Regions from separate parts of the Mus musculus genome. Here region 2 is linked to region 1. A link is a contact called in public ChIA-PET data. All regions are on one chromosome and are shown on one strand. Each heading gives the region's core, a stretch centred on a gene start, on an enhancer-like site or on the middle of the called end of the contact. The rest is flanking DNA. Distances are from core to core; before and after follow the strand shown. Region 1 holds the start of Pea15a (phosphoprotein enriched in astrocytes 15A). Region 2 overlaps Atp1a2 (ATPase, Na+/K+ transporting, alpha 2 polypeptide).

Region 1 (5,925 bases), core at 1,545-4,044:
ATAATTTCTGAGCATTTTGACACTAATGGTAGTGTCAAACTCTGGTAGATTATCCCCTTTTCCAGAGCACTTGGTTCCAGATAGGAAATGTAAAAGGGAAGCCCAAGGATTAGATGTCACCCCTTCCTCCACATCTTCTACAGCTGCCAAAGGCTGCGGGGAGGAGCGATCCTATTACAGATGCAGAGACTAGAGGGTCCCTCTAAGGAGCAGGAGGCCAATTCCTAGGCACTCACTTCAGTCAGCCTTGTCTCAAGTCGGGAACTGGAGGAAGTAATCAAGGAAACAGGTGGGAAGGGCAGGCCGGGAGCAGGCTGGAGCTATTGGAATTTCAGTGCTATCAGGGCCTCAAATCCAAAGCCCCAGCAGTGTATTTCTTTCAGTATCTTAACCGACTTCTTCCCCCAACCTTTTAATCTAGCTTTGGGTAGCTCAGCAGACACTCTCCTTTCTTCCTGTAACAATGAAGAAAGTTTTACGGTTTCCAAGGTCAGCCTAGGAGCAGGGCTCCAAAATGTACATCTAAAAAAACGGAAAAACAGGTTGCCTCTGAGAAGGGGGAGGGCCATGCCCAAGATGGAGGCAGCCAGAGCTAACTGGCCTGGGATTAGGCAGGGCAGAGCGGGGCTTGCTGGTTATGAGCGGGGATGAGCCCTGTGTGACTAGCTAGCTTTCCCAGCTTTCCCCTTCCTGGTTTAGTTTCTCTCTCCCTAGTCATCTTTAGTTTATTTTTCTGCCTCTTTCAGTTACTCTTTTTTTGGGGGGGTTTCTTTTTTGTAATTTTGTCTCCCACCCCTCTCCCACCTGGGAGGACCAAAACCCAGGGCCTTGGGCTTGACAGGCAAGCACTCTACCATTGAGCTAATTCCCACCCCCCTTTTATTCTTTTACTGGGCACTGAGGCCTCCCAGCTCTTCCTGCTCACTCCATTTGGCGGTAGCCATGGATACATTTGAACTTGGTAAGACTCTGTGTTCCCACCTAAGTACCCAGAGCTACCATAAGGAAGGGATGAGCCTTCCGGATGGAAAGAGAGAGCAGCGGCTTGGGAGGGACTGATGCATACTGGGTGGCTACTGACCAGCCGGCGGAGATGGCCATCTTGACAGTGTACATGAAGGTGTGTGTGTGTGTGTGTGTGTGTGTGTGTGTGTGTGTGTGTGTGTGTGTGTGTGTGTGTGTGTGTGTGTGTGTGGTGTGTTACAGTGTGGCTCTGTGCCCTTATGTATGACAGCGTATGTACACCTGCCGAGCACAGGTGTCACACAAGTAGTAGGCGGCCAGGGAAGCTGGCAGCCTAGAGCTTGCTGGCGGTCTCCCCACGAGAGTGTTTAACCGCAAAGGGAAGAGCAATTAACGCTAATCGCTCCTACAGCCTGGGGGGGCCAGACGCACAACCTAGAGAAACAATATACAGCCTGGGGGGCCAAACACAGGAACCTAGAGAAACAAGGCTCCCTAACTTGAGATTCTCGTCCTCTCCAGCACCCTTCCTGTGCCTCTGGCCACCTCTTTCCTTTTCTCTGTGGCTCTCTGGTCAGCTCTCCCTGTCTTCTCACACATTCCTCTCATTCTCTCTCCCCCTGACTTGGGTTCCATCCTTGGCTGACTCATTCTTTTCACCCTCTCCCTGGCTTCTACTCCTTCCTCCATCCTTTGGCCATATTGATGTCCAGGCTCTAGCCACTCCCAGGTACCCTATGCTCTAAACTGGCAGTCAGCAACAAAGGTCACAAGAAGCCCCTCACCCAGGTAAGAGCACAGGCTCACCAGTCCTTGAGGTATTGCCCACTAAAACTGTAAAATCTGGGTGTGTTTGTGGACAGTGGTCCTTTCCACCCACTACTGAACATTCGTGTTAAGACTGATGCTGGTCAAGGAGACTCCACATGGGAGGTAACAAACGGGTTGTGGTGGGTGGGTGGATGCCTAGTGCAGGGGTGTTGTGATTTGGTTTGTATGAGAGGATGTGTGTAAGTCACATGGGTGTGTGTCACTGTGTGGTTGGCTGTCTTTTTTTTTTTCTTAAAGGTGTGTTTCTGTCCCTGTCGGTTTTGACAAGGATTGTTTTAAAAATTAGTGTCTTTATATTGGCTACATCATTCCTATGTATCCCCAGCCCCTTTCCTCTGGGCAAGCTTCCACCAATCCCACTCTCCTCAGATGCAGTAAACTGGGTGTGAGAGTACCCAGACCAGTTGCCTGCTGCCGGAGGAACTGAAGCAGGGCTGAGCTGAGCCTGGACGCCTGCAGAGGCGAGTCCGAAGCTAAAGCGAGGAGGGAGGGGCGGGAGCTGGCCTGGCTCGGCCGGCTGGGCGGGAAGCAGGCTACATCCTAATCCCCAGGCCCCGTCGGACTCCCAAACTGCTGTTCAGCACGGAATGGGCGGATGAAGCCACGCTGCCTGTGACACTCTCCAGTCTCTGGATGCATGGACAGAGAAGGACCCCATGGAGCCTGACACCGTGGACCTGTCTGAATCCTCAAGCTCCCCTATTTGTCCCCTGCGTCCGGGATCGTGACCCTCCAAACCCAGATCCCCAATCTACCTCCTCCCCACGACACATCTTCCCTCTGCCCCTCTCACCGCCTCCGGAGCTGAGAGCTCAGGGTGCGGGCACTCCCGGGTCCCCGGTTCCTAAGCAGCGTCTGGAGCCTGCTCCTTGGCTCCTGCCACCGCTGCCGCCGATCCTGCCGCCGCCGCCTCTTCCGCCCGTGGAGCAGAGCTTGAGCCCAGCACCGCCTCACCCCACCCGACTGGCCGGTGATGTCAGAGCCGGGGAGGGGCGGGGGGCGGGGAGCGGGGAGGAAAGGGGGAGGGGAAGCAGGAGGGGACAGGGACTGGGGACTGGGGTTCTGGAAGGCTCCTAGGATGGGGGCAGGACTGGGATGGAATATGGACTCTTCCCCTTAAACTGTGAGAAGATCCTCGTTTTTTTCCTAATGGGTCACTTTCCTGCCCTCTGACCTTTGGTTGGTCACGATGGCCAGGACCCCTGGAAGGCAGATCAATTTGGATTGGGGGATTTGGAAGACCTATGGCCTCTGGGTTCTCTTAGCTACTTCGCTTTGGTATTTAGAAATCCTATTTCCTAGCCTTATAGATCAGAGACTCAGTAGGAAACGGTCAAGTTTATCCACGCTAGGAATAAAAATGGGACAGGGGCAGGCAGCAACAGGGAAATCTCTTTTACTTGGCCCGGGGCCATGAGCTCTTGTGTATAATAGCAGCTGGACCCCTGAGCACCTCCTGCCTTTCCCAAATATACCCCCACACACGCACCCCCACACCCCCACACACTATGATGTAATTTTATTTTCTGGAGGAAAAAAGCCATGAGCTCAGCATGCAAATATAGACAACAAAGCCACACTTAGCTGTCTCCTAGCTCTGTCCTTCTGCCTAGGCCCAGTGTGATAATTCTCACTTCCCCTACACCTCAGGGACTTTCCTCCTCCAGAGGCTCACTCAGCCGGGCTGAAAGAGGGAGGAGGGAGGAGGGAGAATTGGAGAAGCATCCGATTTTCACCCTACCTCCATGAGGGGCGTCAGCTCAGCTCTGCAAGTGCCTGACCCTGAGAACGGCTTCAATGTTTGCACACCACCAGGAACACCCCATTTTGCCTTCAGGTCCAGCTGATCAGAGACCCTTCCAGAAGCCTAAGATGAGCCCCTTCTTCTGGGAGGAGCAGGTCCTGGTCCTGTGCCTTAGGTTTCATATATAGTTCTTCTCTTTGCTCCTCTTACCCCCAGCCCCACCCCCACCCCCCACATGGCTGCCCATTGCTCCTTTGAGGGTAACTAATATACCCTCAGAAGTTGCTTTTGTTTCTGAGTCGCTGTAGGGTCGGAATCTATCATGTTGACCCATCTTTGAGACACAGAGTGACTGTACACTTTTGCATAGACATACCACATTTACATGAGACAAATGAGGCAGAGCAAAACACAGAGAATGTGGACTTTATACTTATTCTGTTTCCATAGACAAATTAAGTCCATAAAGTTGAGGATACCAGTCTCACTTCATAGGGTTCTTCTGAGAATCAGGAATAATAAAGTTTTTAGGGACTGGTACCAGATAGGTGCAAAAAAAAAAAATCAAAGACATGTAGTCTAGTATCTTTTGATCTATATGAAGTGAATCCCATAATATTTTTATGATGTAACCTAATACCCAATTACCTATTAGTTATCCATTACATGTGATTAGGTCGATTAGATATCTGGTTTCTGCTTTATATACTTCTGTCGCTTTCCCTAAGAATACTTCCTGGATTTGACTGTGGAGAGTGACAACTTTTCTAATCTTAGGACTCATTTTTCTATACTTAGACATCCAATAACTTTGCTCTGCCTTAACAAAAACTAGTAGCATGCATAATATGGTGATATACCACCGTAAGACTTAGAATGTTGAGGCAGGATTATTCCCATCTTCGGCTACATAGTGATACCCTATCCATAAACAACAACAAAGGATGTTTCCTTATTTAGAAGCTTATTCGGGAGTTTGGTCCTTTCATGCTCCCATCTTGTATATGTTTACTCCCACCTGAGCCTGTCCTGCGGAGTACGGGTGCGCACGAGTCCTTTTTATAGAAGCCCAATAGATCTAAGTCTAGGGGATACTCTTGGTTCCAATAGCAATGCCCTCTCATTACGACAACCACTACACAGGCCAGATCCTCCCAAACTTACTCTGATCAAAACAGTTTCTGAAACGGGGTTCCTTGCCTCTGCTTTTACATGACCCCTCCTCCCTAAGTCTATCCTGGCTTTTGCTACCAGATGAAATTTTGTCTTTCCCCAGTTCATAGGATTCAGTTCAGACATCTCTACAGAACAACCCCATTATGCTTACCCAACCTCGTGGCCACAACTTGAATTTCTCTTTACTTTTCAGACCTCTGGTGGGACTAACACACCTTGCTAATGCTTTTGAGGTTTGTTTCTTTGTTTTTGTTTGCTTTGACTGGGATGTCCCTGTCCTAATTCCTTTGCCTCCATTCAAAGCCCATTCTTCAATTGAAGGTCTGGAGAAGGTTTGTTTCCATTGTGGAAGTCACCGAGCCCATCTTCTTGTTGTTGTTTTGTTGTTGATGTGTTTTTTGTTGTTTGTTTATTCTCTAAGACAGGTTTCCTCTGTATAGCCCTGGTGTCCTGGAAGTCGATCTGTAGACAGGGTTGGCTTCCAATTCAGAGAGATCTGCCTGCTCTGCCTCCGGAGTGTTGGGATTAAAGGTGTGCATCACCTCAAACAGACTCCCAAGCCCATCCTCCCTCTCTTCTAGCTTGGTTTTTTTTTTTTTTCATCCTTTCTTAAACAGATATAGGACAGTTCTTTATGTCCCAGGCCTTATGAAAATAGAGAGAAAGTCTGGGTACCTGTCCTCAGGACTCAGTTCAGCAGCTGTGTAAAGATCGGTAACAGTGCACTAAGTTCAAGAATGAGGTCCTCAGGGCGGGCAGTGGGAGCACTGGACGAGACTGCAGGACCATCAGAGTCTGGGGAGACCTCACTAAGGACAGTGGACTCAGTCCTGATGCTCCAATAAAGAGCGGCTGGGAATCAATCACACACTGCTAGGTTATTCTTCGCTTGTCTTGACTTTTCAGGCAGACGAGTCAGCTCAAGAGCAGGGACAGGCCTGGCACACTCTGTTCTTCCAGAGCCCAACAGCAGCAGTGCACAAATGCCATGTGTTCAGAAAAGGCTTGTTGACTCGGGGTGGATACTGCCTGGGGAGAGAGCCCCCAACCCTGCTCATCAGCCCTCTAACTCACTCCTAACAAGGCACAGCACCCACAGTTAAATCTCCTCTTCAACGGTCACCTCCCTCCTCCTATAAGGGTGAGACTTCATCAACAACAGACACTTGCTCATTCTGCCCCAGATTTCTTTATTAAGGCCTTGCATTTGA
Region 2 (5,551 bases), core at 239-2,738, 65 kb after region 1:
GTGTGTATGGGCATGGTGGTCTCAATGAGAATGACCCCTGTAAGCTCATGTGTTTGCGTGCTTGGCTCCCGGTGATGGACTGTTGTGAGGGATGAGGAGGTGTGGCCTTGTTGGAAGAGGCTGGGGATAAGCTTTGGTGTTTCAAAAGCCTAAGCTAGGCCTGATCTCTCTGCAGGGGTAGCTCTGTTACTTCTCCAGCACCACGCCTGCTTCTGTGCTGCCACCCTCCCTGCCATGAGGACAATGGACTGTCCTTTTGAAACTGTAAGCAAGTCCCAATTAAATGCTTCTATTTGAAAAAGTTTCCTTGGTCACGGTGTCTCTTCACAGCAATAGAACAGTGACTAAGACAACGGGTACTTTGCCTGCATGCATGTCTGTGTGCCAGGTGCATGAAGTGCTCACAGAGGGGAAAAAATGTGTTGGGTTACCTGGGACTGAAGTTACAGAAAGCTGTGGGTCAACACATGGATGCTGTGAATCAAATTGAACCCTGTTCCTCTCTGGAAGAGCTCTCAGTGCTCTTTTTTTTTTTTTTTTAAAAGATTTATTTATTTTATATGTAAGTACACTGTAGCTGTCCTCAGACACTCCAGAAGAGGGAGTCAGATCTCATTACGGATGGTTGTGAGCCACCATGTGGTTGCTGGGATTTGAACTCCTGACCTTCGGAAGAGCAGTCGGGTGCTCTTACCCACTGAGCCATCTCACCAGCCCCCTCTCAGTGCTCTTAATCAGTGAGTTGTCTCTCTAGCCACTGTTATGTGCATATAACATAGCATATTATATCCATCCACCCATGCATCCATGCATCCAACCATCCATCCATCCATCCACTCATCTATCCATGTATCCATCCATGTATCCATCCATGCATGCATCCATTTTTCATAACCTAAATTTGAGTTAGTGTTTGGCTTGGTGGCACATACCCGTAGTCACAGCTATTAGGGAGGCTGAGACTGAAGGATCACTTGAGTCCAGGAGTTCTGGACTGTAGTGCACTATGCTGACCAAATGCCCACACTAAGTTCAGCATCAACATGGCAACCTTCTGGGAGCAGGGGACCACCAGGTTGCCCAAGGAGGGTGAAGCAGCCTAGGTCCAGACACAGAGTGGGTCGAATCTTGAATCTCCCGTGCTGATCAGGAGTTAGTGTTTATGAATAAAGAACAAATTGAAGAGAAAAGAAATGCCAGGAATGCCAGTGTTTTGAGGGCAGCCATGAGAATTCTTCCCAAGGAGATGTAATGTCTAATGTCAGTATGAGGCAGGAGAGCCAGGGAAGGAAAAGAAAAGTGTTCTTGGTAGAGAATCCATCAAGAACCCAGGCCCTGAGGTGCGGTCAAAGTAAACTTTAATCCGGGTTTATTCTTAACCATTACAAAGAAAACTGATGTTTTTAAAGACTCCGAGGGAGCAGCCGTCACCCTGACAACCTCTGAGACAAGCACCGTCACCATGACTACAGTGAGAGTTGTAATAAAGGGGCCGGTACACGTCTTGGACTGGGGCAGGCTTTTCATGGTTAGGCTGAGACTTGAGAGTGGGTTGTAAGAGCCAGCGTCCCCCTGTCTCCCATCCCCACCGACTCCTGCAGGAATGTTCACCATCTTGCTCCTCACCTCAGTGCACAGTGTCTCACCTTCTGCCCACCACATGCATGCTCTGCGAAAAGGTCTCAGATACCTACTCAGGGAGACCTCAATGATGTCTGCATTTTACCTCATTCCCTAAAGATGGCGCTGGGTACAGTATACGCTATTGGTCAGCACTGACTTGGCTGTTGTGGCCCCAGAACAAAACCTCTATTCCATGCCCCTAAGATTGGGAGTGGACTGATTTTGTCTGAAACAGAAAAAATAATTGAAATGTCCTTGCCTGTCATGGACCCTTAGCCACTCTTCCCTGTCTTGGACAAACCCTTATGGCTCCCGGTGGGCCTGGCTACGAGGACGAGGATATATAAATTTAACTTTCTCCCCTTTAGAGCATGGTCTGTGGCAGGATTACTTCCCTGCCGCTCGAGTTCCCTTAGCAAGCCAAGTCCTTCCATGCACACATCCAGTACCACAGTCTGAGGGGAAGGCCAATGTTAAGTATAGAAATCAACCATGGGAGCAGTTTCTCTTGTCATTTTTCATAAAGAAATGCAACTTTATTATTTTCAAGTACACATGTACTGCCTCAAACTAATGTCTCACAGAAGGTCGCTAGTAAAGACCTTGTAGACGTTCCTTTAACAGATAGATCAGGGCTGAGAATAATTAGCCGGTGAACTTGCTGATTCTAGAGGGAGATTTCTAAAGTGCTCGAGAAGCATACTCTGAGACTAAGTATACCGCTCCTAACAATATTGTTTATGCTCTTCATTTACCGACCAGATGACTTTATTGATTGTGCGGGAGGTAAACTTTTGTTCAAAGTCAATGATCTCAAATTAATCAGGCCCAAATAAATATGGTGTCCCATTTAGACTTCCAACTGAAGGCCACACATGACTGAAAAAGTTCAAGGTATTTATGGGTAAAGCAAAACTCCACTGTGGTGAGACAGTTGCCCTTGGGAGGCCCGTGGCCCTGGCCTAATGCTTGTCTTTTTCTTTTTTTTTTAATTTATTTACTTTATTTATTATGAGTACACTGTAGCTGTCTTCAGACACACCAGAAGAGTGTTTGGATCCTATTATAGATGGTTGCGAGCTATCATGTGGTTGCTGGGAATTGAACTCAGGACCTCTGGAAGAGCAGTCAACTGATGAGCCATCTTTTCAGCTCCCTAATTCTTGTCTTGACCTTCATATTCCCACCTCAAGCCTTCCAGTTTCCTTGCTGTTTCTCAGTTGCTTGGCTCATTCATCTAGGTACATCTATGCTATGGTTTCTAGGCGAGGCTTAGGGAATGGGCAGCTGTCCGAAGAGCAAAACTGTTAGGTGAAAAGGGAATAAGGAAAGAAAACTCTATTCCATAGGAACCTGAAGCCAGCTTCCCGTCTCAAGGAAAGTGAACACTTCCCTGTGTACAGCGGCCGTGCCATCTGAGAGGCCAAAGGCATAGGTCTCTTAAGAATTTCTCTCATGTCTAAAGTGTCTGACAGTGTCATGAGCTACGCTGATTCTGCATGCTCTGGAAAGCCAGGGATGTCCTGGAAACTTTTCTACACTGATTCCTGCCAATGGCCAAGAGAGCCTTTTCCAGGACTAACTAGGCAGTACCGGAAATGACGTGGGTTCAGCAGATGTGCAGGAAGCAGAAGGGAATGAGAGAGCACAGGGAGAAGTGGCAGCTAATGGGGCTCTCAGAACAGTGTGAGGCCACAGAGAACTTACTGTTCTAAAAAGGCGGGGAGGTGTTCCCAAGAGTGTGGGGTTGAGATAGCTGGACCTTCTGTGACTCCTGAGCCTTATGGACAGAGAGGACCATTACCCAAGGATCAATGGGTCACTGGGTGGCACACTACCCCCCTGGGCTTGCCCTTACTGCTACTCTGACGAGATGGGAATTTGGTTTGCTGGTGTGCTAGTCTCTAAAGGCAGGACACAGAGCCAGAGCCTACCCCACCTACCTGGAGGCTGAAGATGACAAACCTGTGGTCTTTCTTTCCTTTCTTTCTTTCTTTCTTTCTTTCTTTCTTTCTTTCTTTCTTTCTTTCTTTCTTTCTTTCTTTCTTTCTTTCTTTCTTTCTTTCTTCCTTCCTTTCTTTCTTTCTCTCCTTCCTTCTTTCCTTCTTTCCTTTCTCTCCTTTCTCTCCTTCAGCCAGCACACCCCAACCTTTCCTTGCCAGCCCAGCTCCCCTCTGGTTCCTGACTGGCCTTGGCTGGGAGACAGACCTAATCTCTCCGCCTGGCTTCCTTTTCTGGCCCCAGGCTCTTGTACTCACAGAAGGAGAATTTTGTGTTTTCAAGGTGTGAGGGGGGGGGCAGGGTAGGAAGGGAAGGGAGGCGAGAATGGGAAGAGGAATGCAGCCAAGGGTCACTGACACTTGGTGACCTGAGAGGCTTTCCTCATGGGTTAGCCGGGATTAACCTTTGGGTGTCGATCTGTTTGAATAATACAGGTGAGGGTGAAGGGCTGGGGTGACCCCTAGTTTTTCGGAAAATGTAGCAGAGTGGGATGGGAAGGATCTGAAGAGGTGATCTGTCCCAGGGTTCACAGCGGGACCTGTGGAGCAGCTGGAGCAGTCTCCTCAAGTTTATTTACCCAAGGCTGCCATCTTAGTTCCCTCAGGTGCCTCCTTCTGACTCCCCAGTCCCTCCCTTCACCACAACCCCCAGCAACCCCTCCGGAGCACCCCATCTCCCCCTGCCCCTCGTTCTTCCTTTGCCGCTGAGCTCAGTAGTACGTCTCCTTCTCCACCCAGCCTGTTGGAGAGATAGGATAAAGGTTGCAGCAGGAGCATAAAAGGAGGCAAAAGATCAACCCCGCCCAGGGCCTGAATAGTTTAGGGTTGACCAGGGCTTCAATAGCTGAGTTTAGAGAGGAGAAGAAGCCAGGGGAGTAGGGTAGAGGGAAAGGACAGCCCTGGGCTTGCTGGGTGGGCTGGATGTTCTTAACTGGGAGGGAGGGGACAAGTCTGTCTTCAGGGGAGACTTGTATTTCATGTGGTAGATGCTGAAAATGCCTGCTGGGCTTCCCAGGTAGCAAGCATTTAAGGAGGCAGCTGTCCTGCTGGTGCTACAGAGACTGACGGCCTTAATGTTTGTTTCAGAAGTCAGATTTTAGATTCCATGTGAAAACGCCAAAGCTTTAGATATTGGGCCCATTAAAACACACACATACACACACACACACACACACACACACACACACACACACACACACACACAAAATATTGGGCTACTGTACACCAAACACTGTCTGTAGCCCGCGTGTGGTAGGCCATCCATTTCAACCCAGCAAATGATCAAAGATGTGTCTAGGGAACATAAACCAGGCCTTGGTTGATGCCTGGGAATCGGGAGCTCTGTGTTTGGGTTTCCTTATGATCCTAAACAGATACATCACCTCTGTGCATCGTTTTTATCAGCAAGCGTGTAGAGGATTGGATGACCTTGAAGGGCCCTTCTAACCTGACCGTTCGAACCTGGACTTCTAGAGCAGTAGTTCTTAACCTGTGGGAAGTGACCTCTTTGGGGAGTCAAATGACCCTTTCACAGGTCAAAGCAAAACTCCACCGCTTGAAGTCAAGACAAGAACTAGGTCAGGCCCAAAGGCCTCCCAAGGTCTACTGTCTCAAAGGGGTCGCGTGCCAGATATCCTGCATATCAGATATTTATATTACAATTCATAACAGTAACGAAGTTACAGTTATGAAGTAGCAACGAAATAACTTTATGGTTGGAGTGGGGGAGGGGGTCACCAAAACATGGGGAACTGTATTAAAGGGCCACAGCACCAAGAATGTTAAGAAACACTGCTCTAGGGAAAGTGGAGGCCTTAGAGAACCCTAAGGTAGATGGGATACAGGATATAGAGGAAAAGGGCCGGGATGCTCAGGGCTCCTGGGACCTTAGGTCAGACAGACCTCTCTGCAGAGTGGACATGCTTACC

Evidence for each region. ChIA-PET counts read pairs in DNA pulled down with a chosen protein or histone mark.
Region 2: an RNA polymerase II ChIA-PET map of neural stem cells shows a contact between it and region 1, with 6 read pairs. The contact joins the enhancer-like site here to the promoter of Pea15a in region 1. A contact is called at or near these places in 15 of 39 promoter capture datasets (the C10 cell line, the HPC-7 cell line, HPC-7-derived erythroid cells and 11 more), 8 of 484 Hi-C or Micro-C datasets (cerebral cortex, cortical neurons, motor cortex and 2 more), 7 of 115 datasets of contacts at active chromatin or transcription factors (bone marrow-derived macrophages, effector CD8 T cells, embryonic basal ganglia and 4 more) and 4 of 9 other capture datasets (adipose tissue, embryonic stem cells, liver and 1 more).

The regions. Positions count from the first base shown.
Region 1 is chr1:172,204,010-172,209,934 of GRCm38.p6, forward strand. It overlaps Pea15a (phosphoprotein enriched in astrocytes 15A), which reads right to left and starts at 2,795. Exons shown (of 4, transcript NM_011063.3): 1 at 2,588-2,795. It overlaps Gm17224 (a long non-coding RNA gene), which reads left to right and starts at 2,974. Exons shown (of 5, transcript XR_865735.3): 1 at 2,974-5,245; 2 at 5,621-5,855. It overlaps Casq1 (calsequestrin 1), which reads right to left. Exons shown (of 11, transcript NM_009813.2): 11 at 5,885-5,925.
Region 2 is chr1:172,270,368-172,275,918 of GRCm38.p6, forward strand. Atp1a2 (ATPase, Na+/K+ transporting, alpha 2 polypeptide) reads right to left here. Exons shown (of 23, transcript NM_178405.3): 22 at 5,551; 23 at 1,342-4,362. The coding sequence ends at 4,334. All of the region lies in intron 1 of LOC115487369 (a long non-coding RNA gene), which reads left to right. Among named protein-coding and RNA genes, the nearest start is that of Atp1a4, 15 kb to the left of the region's middle. Within about 2 kb of position 1,489, at least 21 of the 459 cell types and tissues checked have an H3K27ac peak or open chromatin away from gene starts, as enhancers often do. A contact at or near this core is called in cortical neurons, embryonic basal ganglia and neural stem cells, where this site is marked.